2 separate regions of the Mus musculus genome follow, and region 2 is linked to region 1. A link is a contact called in public promoter capture Hi-C data. All regions are on one chromosome and are shown on one strand. Each heading gives the region's core, a stretch centred on a gene start, on an enhancer-like site or on the middle of the called end of the contact. The rest is flanking DNA. Distances are from core to core; before and after follow the strand shown. Region 1 holds the start of Fkbp4 (FK506 binding protein 4). Region 2 holds the start of Sinhcaf (SIN3-HDAC complex associated factor).

The links. Promoter capture Hi-C pulls out the DNA fragments that hold promoters and counts their contacts.
Region 2: a promoter capture Hi-C map of cranial neural crest shows a contact between it and region 1. The contact joins the promoter of Sinhcaf here to the promoter of Fkbp4 in region 1.

Annotation. Positions count from the first base shown.
Region 1 is chr6:128,436,676-128,441,964 of GRCm38.p6, forward strand. It overlaps Fkbp4 (FK506 binding protein 4), which reads right to left and starts at 1,981. Exons shown (of 10, transcript NM_010219.4): 1 at 1,731-1,981; 2 at 1-39. The coding sequence starts at 1,835. It overlaps Gm10069 (predicted gene 10069), which reads left to right and starts at 2,082. Exons shown (of 5, transcript NR_028593.1): 1 at 2,082-2,712; 2 at 2,840-3,021.
Region 2 is chr6:148,943,483-148,948,771 of GRCm38.p6, forward strand. It overlaps Sinhcaf (SIN3-HDAC complex associated factor), which reads right to left and starts at 2,988. Exons shown (of 6, transcript NM_019643.4): 1 at 2,810-2,988. 3010003L21Rik (RIKEN cDNA 3010003L21 gene) reads left to right here and starts at 1,375. Exons shown (of 2, transcript NR_144294.1): 1 at 1,375-2,938; 2 at 3,455-3,647. RefSeq lists an enhancer at 3,151-3,185 and a cis regulatory region at 3,166-3,172.

The DNA.
Region 1 (5,289 bases), core at 731-3,230:
CATGGGTGTCTCTGTGCCTGTACCCTCTCTCTTGATGACCTGGGGGGGAGGGGAAGAGAAGGTGAGTACCTAAGGATGTGGGCAGAAGGGCCCCAACTGCCCATAAGCCCCCCAAAGACACATACTGGATGGACTCGGCTGCACCCACTGCCCCCTGCTTCTTTTCAGCAGGTCCGAGAGCTTAGTCTTCAAATGATGGATACCAGTGATTAGCTTAGATTCAACTAACCTCCCTAGCCATCTCCCTCCAGGTCTTGCTTTAGAGAACTGCATATAATTTGGGTTCAAGTTTTGTCTATGGTTTTGGACAAGTTGCTAAACTATCCAGAACTTATCGGTCAGGCATTGAGGACAACCCCTATCCTCCAGAGGTGTTTGGGGGAAAACAAAAATAAAAACAAAAACCTGATAGAAAGTAGTGGATCACCAGATCAGGGTCTGGTTTGAATAGAAAGGAACAGGAGTAATGAAAAGAAAAAGATCCCCTCAAAACTGGGAAAAAGGAAGGACCAGATTACAGCCGAGCACAAAGGCTCTGTATCAGGCGCTGGAAACTACATGTGGGAAGGGAAACTACCTGTCTGGCAAGCCAAGGAGTCCTTTATCTCTCCTGCGTGTATAGGCAGGCGTCTATTTCTGCTTAACATTCTTATATATGGTGACCCCATAGGAGAGCCAATAGGTAGATATGGAACCCATCCTCTAAGGCTTCCTTGATAAGAATGTACAGGGCCCCGCGAAGGAATGGAGGATAAAAGAGGAACAGACCCCGTCTGGGAATCAGAACCTAGCGCAAAGGAGAAAGGGCCACATGTTCACGGGGAGCAGCAAGAGTTGAGGTAAAAAGCCAGGAGCATTTCTGGACCAACGAGGCTCCCTAAGGTCTCTGGTTTGCACAAGCCACACACACTAGAAACTGAGCAATGGGACTCACGGAGGAGAAACAATGGATGCAGGGAGACATGCAATGCAGGTTAGGATTTCACCGTCCTGGACTGCTGGCAGAACCTGCTCTGAAACGGCGTCCATTGTCCCGACCCGGGTCAGGGCGCCCTCCCCCTCGCTCCTCGGGCTATTTGCAGTCAGGCGATTAGTGAGCCGCTGGCTCTAAGGCAATGCACCTCCCCCCATGGCCAGCACCCAGTACCCCCCAACTCAGAAAGACTCAGGAGGGGCAGGCGAGGAACTACAGGTCCCGGCATGCATCGCTCTCGCTCTCCCCGGGCCGAGAAAGGGGGCACAGCATGGCCGAGCCCGTGACCTCGCTGGATCTCGGCGATTGCAAAAGGGGCGCAGAAAGGCACAAAGGGCTTTGGGCCAGGAACCTGCTCCCGGGAGCCGTTTCAGGTCCTAGCTAATGTTTAACTTTCAAGTGGGCGAGCCCTGGCGCACCTTCGTCCAGGTGGACGGCGCACGCTGCGGCCGAGGGGTTCCCGGGAGGCGAGGCCTGAGTCCCTCGGCGCGCCCGAGCCTCGTGCACCCCGCCCGGGCCCCCTGGCAGCGGCTCTCGCGCTCCGCTCCGCCCCTCTCAGCCGCACAGTGCAGCCGGATCGAGTTGGCGTTGCAGTGGGGGCTTCTTCCCGGACCCGGGCCGCACCCTCCGGAGCGTGCAGCCGCCGTGCCGTTTTCAGGGCTGCAGCCTGCGCAGGGAAGACGAATCCCCCCCATCCTCCGGCCGCGGTACCCCCAAGGCCCATGAGCCTGCAGCCGAGGACTCCGCGGCCCCTCACCTTGAGCACGCCCTCGTCCTGTTTGGGGCTGATGTCCACTCCTTCGAGAGGCAGGGGCGCCGACTGCGCCCCGTTCTCCGCCGCCTTCATCTCCTCGGCGGTCATGGCCGCTGGGCGCACCGTTGGCTGCGAGAGTGTGGCAAGCGCGAGCACGGCACTCTGGCCGCCGACCGGAGTGAGCGACGGGGCGGCGTGCGGCGGAAGGCGGCGCTGCCCACCTCGAACCGCGCTCCAGGCTCGCGCACCCGGCTATCCGCGCGCTCGCCGGCGGCGGCCGAGTGGGGTGACGCCGAGGGGCGGGCCTGGCGCGGCCCGGCCTGCAATTGGTCCCCTCCGCCTCGGGGGCGGGGCAGGGAGGAGCGGCACGAGCGGGCTGCAAAGGGGCGGGAGCGGAGAACTTTCTAGAGAAGCGGTTAAACGGGTTGAGGCTCTTGGACTGAGGGTACTGGAGTGGTTTGGTTTTTTTGTTTGTTTGTGTCGTTTTTGTTAAGATTTGCTTTTCTGGTTGATGGCCCCTAGGAGTGCCCTCCTCCTACACCAGGACCTCTGGGATCACAATCTTCCCTATGTCGTTCCGCCCCACCCCCACCCTTACCCCACCCCTCTGCCCGCGTCTAAGCGATTTTTCCAGATCCTTCTCTATCCTCAGGACTCCAAGTGGCGAGCCTCCCAAGTCCGGGCCTGCCTCGTGGCCGGCCCTGCTCACCCAGGCCCACAGCGGAATAGCTGGAGACAGGCAGTCAGATGTGAAGTGGCAAAGATCGGCCTCCCGTGATTGTGCCACAGATGCCCATGGTTCCAGGCGTGGGCACCTGAGCAGTGTGGGAAAGAGAGGTCGAGGGATTGAAAGTGTGGGCCCCGTAGGGACAGTTTCAGCCCAGGTGCACAGATCGGACACAACTTTGCCCTCCCTGCAGCCTGGCAGGCCCACCGCAAAAATGCCATGAGCAGATTTATAAGAGCCATAGACTTGTAAGTGGAGGTACGTGTGTTAAAATTCCTTTTCTCCCACCATACTAATCAGCCTTTTTTGGTTAGTACTGGCACACAAAATGGTTTCAGCTCACGCGAAAAAAAAATTTTTTCCCCCTTCCCCCTCTTTACTAAAGGTGAATAGGAAGGAAGGTTTTCTCAACCTGCTCGCTGCTCCTATGAGATGCCTGTGGAGTTCTGAGTCTGTGTGGCTAAAACCATGAAGTTCTGATTACCGGAACAGTGCTGGCTTGATGGAAGATCTGTCTGGAGAGGTCCTGACTCTGCCCAGCAGTTTAGTACCCAGTTATACAGCCTGGTGAGTGCTATCAGACCTGCCTATTGTATTATTGGCTTTGCGAGTTTTCATTCCAGTGTAATGAACTTTTTGTCTCTGTGTGCCCAGCATGGTGCTGTTCGTGGTCCAACGCAAGTGATGGCGTTTAAGTAGGCAATAAGCTAGTTATTATATGGTGCCTGCGAGATGGCTCAGTGGATGTTGGTGCTTTTGAAAGTCTTTAGACCTGGGTTTTATCCCTAACACCCACAGTATTGAGAAAACCCCTTCAAAGTTGTCTTTTGACATCCACACTTGTGCCCTATTATCCCTCCCAAAGAAGTGAAATAATAATAACCCTTATTATGATGGTTTAAGTATATTAGGTATTTTATTGTAGTCCCTTCTGATGGAACCAAACAAATGGGTTGTAGAAGTAAGCTACTCTTTCCAGCAATTTATAGTCTCATGAGTTTAACCATGGTCTGATTTGTTAGGTGGCTAGAGACACTGCCAGAGAATATGTGGGGTGTGTGTGTGGCTACTCTGGTAGTGAAGGCTCTTGGTAGTGAATGGAGCCTTTGTATACCACTGCCTTGCACATGGTACTTATCTTTCTGGTGCTCACATAGGTACCTGCTGATTATGGTCTTTGGGTGTTATCTGGCACAGCAAGTTGTGATGGAGAAAGTATTAGCAGTGAGTTTGTGTCTCTTCCCTGAGAACAGCATTGTTGGAGGCCTAACTCCTTTGATCTCATGAGCACCTCCCAGTGGAGCACTCAGCACCAGCACTCAGTGCCTGCAGACTGCGGGCACAAAGTTACCTAAGGTTATGATAGACAGCTCTTATTGGTTAGCAATAAGCAAAGGGTTGGCTCACCTTGCAGTATAGCTGTCAAAACTGGGGCAGGTTTTGTCTGTGAGTCCTGTCAATAGGGTGACCCAGTGGTTACAAAGGAGGGAATGTTCCGGTGTGTCTAGTGCAGCACTTGGCTTCCAGTGGTAAGTGGATAGGTGATGGCCACTGCTATAATGTGATGTGTGTGGGGATGGCGGTGAGCATGAAACACTGCAGTAAGGGCATGGAGCACTGTAGTAAGGGCATGGAGCACTGCAGTAGGAGCATGGAGCACTACAGTAGGAACATGGAGCACTGCAGTAAGGGCATGGAGCACTGCAGAAGGAGCATGGAGCACTGCAGTAGGAGCATGGAGCACTGTAGTAAGGGCATGGAGCACTGCAGTAGGAACATGGAGCACTGCAGTAAGGGCATGGAGCACTGCAGTAAGGGCATGGAGCACTGCAGTAGGAGCATGGAGTACTGCAGAAGGAACATGGAGCACTGCAGTAAGGGCATGGAGCACTACAGTAGGAACATGGAGCACTGCAGTAAGGGCATGGAGTACTGCAGAAGGAACATGGAGCACTGCAGTAAGGGCATGGAGCACTGCAGTAAGGGCATGGAGCACTGCAGTAGGAGCATGGAGTACTGCAGAAGGAACATGGAGCACTGCAGTAAGGGCATGGAGCACTGTAGTAAGGGCATGGAGCACTGCAGTAGGAACATGGAGCACTGCAGTAAGGGCATGGAGCACTGCAGTAGGAGCATGGAGTACTGCAGAAGGAACATGGAGCACTGCAGTAAGGGCATGGAGCACTGTAGTAAGGGCATGGAGCACTGCAGTAGGAACATGGAGCACTGCAGTAAGGGCATGGAGCACTGCAGTAAGGGCATGGAGCACTGCAGTAGGAGCATGGAGTACTGCAGTAGGAACATGGAGCACTGCAGTAAGGGCATGGAGCACTGCAGTAAGGGCATGGAGCACTGCAGTAGGAGCATGGAGCACTACAGTAGGAACATGGAGCACTGCAGTAAGGGCATGGAGCACTACAGTAGGAACATGGAGCACTGCAGTAAGGGCATGGAGCACTGCAGAAGGAGCATGGAGCAATGCACTAAGAGGGAAGGTATCCTGCAAGGACATGAGGACAGGTCTCCAGTGAGAGGGCTTTCCCTCAGCGATGCAGCTGTGGATGGAGGCCAACAGACAGGGACTGAGGTCTGGAACCTCAGGGCAGGGCTATGTGCATCTGGAATTTTTCCTGGTCGTGTATGTCCCTTTTTTTTTTCTTGAAAAAAATTTAAGTTTTTTTTTTTTCCCTAACCTTTTTACATGTATGGGTTTTTTGCCTGTATGTTTGTCTGAGCACTGTGTGCGTACAGTGCCCATGAGGCCTAGAGAGGGCACTGGATCCTCCAGGGTGGCATTAGATCAGTGTACTATCATGTAAAGCTGGGAATTGAACC
Region 2 (5,289 bases), core at 1,738-4,237, about 21 Mb after region 1:
CTCTTAACTCATTCAAATCTCTCTTAGAAACATCATTTGATAATAACAGAATCATTTAGTTCTACATGTGTGTATAGACTTTCCTAGGAAGCTGAAGTCTTGCAGTAAGTAGTCTACTTAAAAACAAAACAATGTTTGCAAAGTACCTCATGTTATTTTCACATGTCCCTGGAGTCACCCAAAGGAAAGCCAAGGTTGTAATATCCAAGGTTTTTAATTTTCTTGACACACTCTCTATTCACTTCAAAAATTATTATTTCCCAGTCAAGGCCACATCTAGATGAAAACAAGCTAACTGAAACACAGGATTAATTGTGAAAGTCGCAACAGATATGGTGTTGCTGGGCTGGATGTCTAGACTGCAAGCAAACCCCAAATACCAAAGAAGCATCCATGTGTCAAACGAGCATAATTTTTGAGCTATGCCTGGAGCCACATACCAAAAAGTTAGCTTGAAAAAAGTGTAAGAGGGTAAGTAGAAGGTCAGTCCCAGTTCCCAGGAATTGTGAAACTAGCAAGGGCTCCCTACACTGGCAACTTCTCCCAGCATCCTTTATCTCGGAAAGGCCCTACTCCCCAGATGCAGCAGTTCTCAAGGTTATCTAAGATTTATCTGAGTCCTGCATACTTTAAGGTCAAAACACAAAACATCCTCAGAATACTTTAAATGCATTTATGCTTTGCGGGGACTCAAAAAACGAACCCCAGACTTTCGCGTTCAGTTTTGCAGCACAAAAACCATTAAAATGATTTTCAAGTCTGACAAACTTCAGTTCAAAAGCAGATGTTTTCCGGACACTGCTAGAAACAAGTTTTACGTCCACCTCTCACTAAAAAAGTTGCCGGATCCTTCTTTAGAAAGCATTAAGAGAAGACCAAGAGCCTACTTGAAACGAACTCCTAACATGGAGGGGGAGGGGGGACACGGTGCACGTCTGGCTCGTAGTCATTCTTCACCTGCAATAAGGAAAGGTGAGAAGAAAAATAACAAGAGGCGGACTGGGGTGCTGGTTACCAGAACTGCTCCGTCTTAAAAGCCGCCCAACCCAACCTGCCCTGCGCCTCGCCGGTCGCCCCACGTGTAAACACACAAAGGCTGCACGCACCCCCAGTTCCTCAGTCTCCACTTCCAAGAGGGGCAAGAGCCGGCGCCCCGAAACTTCCCCGCGTGTAGTCGGAGGTCCTGGGTAGGGCGCGGAGCTCCACTCCTGGAGGGAGCCCAGCGCTCCGGGGTCCCCGGGCACCACGCGCCATCCGCCGCCCTCACCTGCGCTGGAACAACGGCCCGCGCCCCGCCGGCGCCGCCCGAAGGCCGCGCCTCTGCTCCCGGGCCGCTCCGCACGCTCGGCCTGACGTAATTCAAACATGGCAACAGTTCCACTTCAAAGGCGGATGCACGGACCTCCCAGACGCGGCCTCCCGTGCCTCGGAGCCCCGGCCACGCGTGCGTCCCGCCGAGCAGCGCTCCGTCGCTCCGCATGGGTGACCCGCAGGCCGAGGCGCCCCCACGGACACAGCCTCGCTGAGCCGCCGCTGAAGTTTCCGAGAGGACCTAAGGGACAAAAGCCGCCCCGCGCCCCGCCCGGCCCGCGCCGCTCGGGCACACGCGGCCCTTTGTTGTCCGGCGGCATCGGCGACGTCGGGGCGACCCGGACCCGCGCCCGGGGACCCACGCGAGCTCGGGTATCCTGAGCCACTGGTCCCTGGGGCCAAACTTTTGCGGAGTCCCGGATGAGAAACGCCCAGAGGTCCCCGCCGCCGTGCATATGCTGCGAGTTGGCGACTTTCGCTGTGCTTTGGAAACTGGCAAGACGCCATCACCAGGAAATCACATTGTCCTGCTCCCGACAGCCCCGACGGCGACCGCAGCCCGCGGCTCACTCCGAGCTGGACACTGAGATGTAGCACGGTCGCGGCCCTAAGCACGTGGCTTGTCAGGTGAAGCACACACAACAAAAAGGGAAAAAAAAAAAAAAAAAAAGAGTTGGGTGCCTCAAGCAGCGGACCGCGCCGCCGCCTTCATCCGCACTGTTTGGTGCCGCGGGCCACGGCCACCCCTCCCGTGTCGCCCGCACCCACGCTACAGGTGACCAGACGGACAGCGAACTTTGGGCTGCAGAGACCACTCGGCACCGGCCGAGTGCAAAGACCGCGTGCTGCGCGCTCATTGTCGCAGCCGCGTCCCTGCGGACTTCTCCAACAACGCCACGCCGCGTGCGTCGCGCCATCCCGGCGCTGGCCCTCACCAGCTGCCTTCAGCCTGTGTGGCCGCCGGCTCCAGGAACTGGCAAGTTAGTTTCCGAGCTCCGGCTTTGTTGTTCACCCGCGTGCAAACACCGTCGCGAGCGCCGGGGTAGCGCAACACGCGGGTGCACGCGGAGCCCAAGCCCCTGGCCAGAGCAGAGCCCACACGGGATCTGCGACCCCGACCCTGCTCTCCGGGTCTGCAGGAAACACTACGACCTAGAAAAGTCATTGTCACTTTCAGCGTGGATGCAAGTCCGCCGCAGCTCGTTCGTTTCCACGCTGCACTCACTTTCCCCACACCCTGACTTTCGGTTTACCTCAAATATCCTCCTCAATTAAGAAGCGCATCTCCAACGCCTCTGTACAAAAGAATCTGGAGTCCGGAGAGCACGAGGGCAGCGCTCCCCGCAATGCCATCTCCAAGACAAAACTTCCTGTGTGTTTGTGTATGGGAAGGACGGAGGAGGCGGGGGAGGTAAAGGGAGGAAAGAAAAAAAAAAAATCACAGAAAACAAAACCTCGGAGACAGTTTTGCACCGATGTCCGGACTAGAATCACTCACCTTCCACGCGCAGCAGCGTCCCCACGGTGCAAACTGCACCAGGCCAACCTCCTGCAAGCACTCCCTCCGCCAGCGCCGAGTCCAGAAAGATTGTCTCCAGCAGTTCTTCAGTTGCTACCGCGAACGGAGGTATAGATTCCGCTTTCCCTCTGCGCAGGCGCGGCTCCCGGGACCAAATTCTCTTGAATCGAGCTGATTTGCATACGGGCGCGTGCGCGCCGCGGGCTGGGCGGGGAGAGGGCAGGGCGTCCGCGCGCGTTCCCGCGGCCTCTATTGTCCTTTTAAGGGGAGAAGCGGCGAGGCGCGGGAAACGCGGCGGCCCGCGGGGACGGGGGCGGGTCCTGCCTACTCCGCAACGTCACGTAAACAAACGCCCTCCCCAGCCCCCGGGGGAAAAGGAGGCGACGCGGGGGCGTGGCAGGACGCGAAAGGTGTAAAGGTGAGCGTTGTCCTCACCGAATGGCACCCCTTAGGAAGCTACTGAGCTTGGAAAGTTCTGGAAGCTGCTTTTGCAGCATTCGCGCACCTATGCCCAGTTTCTGGCTTGAGGTGGCAGAGAAAGTTGTCGTGGAACCACTCAGTTTGTACTTGTTCCTGCCTTTCCTAAACTCTGTTTGAAGGTGAGCTTTACATTTTGTCTTTCAGGGCCTGCCTGGCTTGTGAGACTGCTCAACTGGTACTTTCAAGTCTGATCACCTGAAGGCAATAACCAACTTCTGCAAATTCGCCCCGCGCACCACATGCACACACAAATTAAAATTTCAATTCTCCAACAGAGTTTTCGTTCTTTGGGGCTTTGATGATAAATTGTTTAATAAAGTCGCATTTTGAAATGGTCCATTCAGTAATTCCGTCTTGTCCCTCTCAAACATGACCCAACCCATAACTGAGTGGTTTTGCTTTGCTCACTTGAACTGAAGTTTTCAAGCCTCTGCGAATTTCATGGTGGTAATTACCGTGGGAATGGTGCCACTTTCTGAAAACACACAAATCCTCCAGCCGTGAAGAGCTCCTCTGCCCAGAAAAACCACTTGTGAGGGGAGAAAGTGGAAGCAAAATACACACTATTCCTTGTGGAATATACGATAATCGAACATCAAAATGTTTCTAAAGAAAACCTAAAAGGGAGGTGATTGTAGAAGAAAGGGAGTAATCTAGAGAAAACAAAGAATAGGGAGGTTCCAGACAATGAGGAGGGAGGAAAAAGGAGGAAGACGCTTAAGTAACTTTTCAGATGAAAAAGTAAGAAATGAAAATATAATTGTGATACTCCTTAAGCCCAGCGACCCATAACACCTGGTTCAGTGATCCTGGGAGGATAGGTAGGAAAGAGAATGTTTTTTCACCAAAACTTGATACTGGTCCTTTGCTGCAAAGTATGGAAACCAACTATAAAAACAAACAAAAAAAAAAAAGACAAGATTCACTGCTTTTGCTGTATGCAGATTCAAACAAATATTTCTGAAATGCTACTTTAATTCAATAGCCAATTCCTAAAACACAGTTTAAACCTACTTGTGAAGACCTCAACGTTTTTTTTTTTTAAAGTTCTGTAACACTCTTCCTGTAAAGGAGTAAAATAAATAAACCTGACAACTGTCACTAAAATACAACTCTTAAAGGCAAAGATTTTTCCCTTATGTTTGTATTCAGGCACCTAAAACAATGCTCACCACATGATGGATTCTTAGTAACTGCTTATAAAATATACTTGAATTTTTAAATTTTCCTATTGGTTTATTGCAAGTTAAAATACCTTACAGTTTTTGCATTTGACCTAAAAGGAGTTTGGGGGCTTATAGTGAACTTTAATTGACATCTTTGTCCTTAGGTAATAAAATTTTACAGCTTTAAGAATTTTTTTTCCGGGCTGGTGAGATGGCTCAGTGGGTAAGAGCACCCGACTGCTCTTCCGAAGGTCCGAAGTTCAAATCCCAGCAACCACATGGTGGCTCACAACCATCCCTAATGAGATCTGACTCCCTCTTCTGGAGGGTCTGAAGACAGCTACTGTGTACTTACATATAATAAATAAATAAATCTTAAAAAAAAAAAAAAAGTTTAAAAAAAAAAAAAAAAAAAAAAAAAAAAAAAAAAAAAAGAATTTTTTTTCCAGCCAGCCTTGGTGGCACACGCCTTTAATCCCAGCACTCAGGGAGGCAGAGGCAGGCAGATTTCTGAGTTCGAGGCCAGCCTGGTCTAAAAAAGTGAGTTCCAGGACAGCCAGGGCTATACAGAGAAACCCTGTCTCAAAAAAACCAAAAAAAAAACAAAAAACAAAAAACAAAAACTAAAGACTTTATAACCTCACACAAAACAATTACACTATTTTGCTACTTAAGTTACTATAATGTGCAACTAGCAAGGAATCAAAGCAAGACAAATAATTTGACACTATTAGGTACAGTATTGTTTACATCATAGGAAATGCCTGCATTCTCCCCAAACCACTGCTGTCAAGTAAAGATAATACTTTAGTG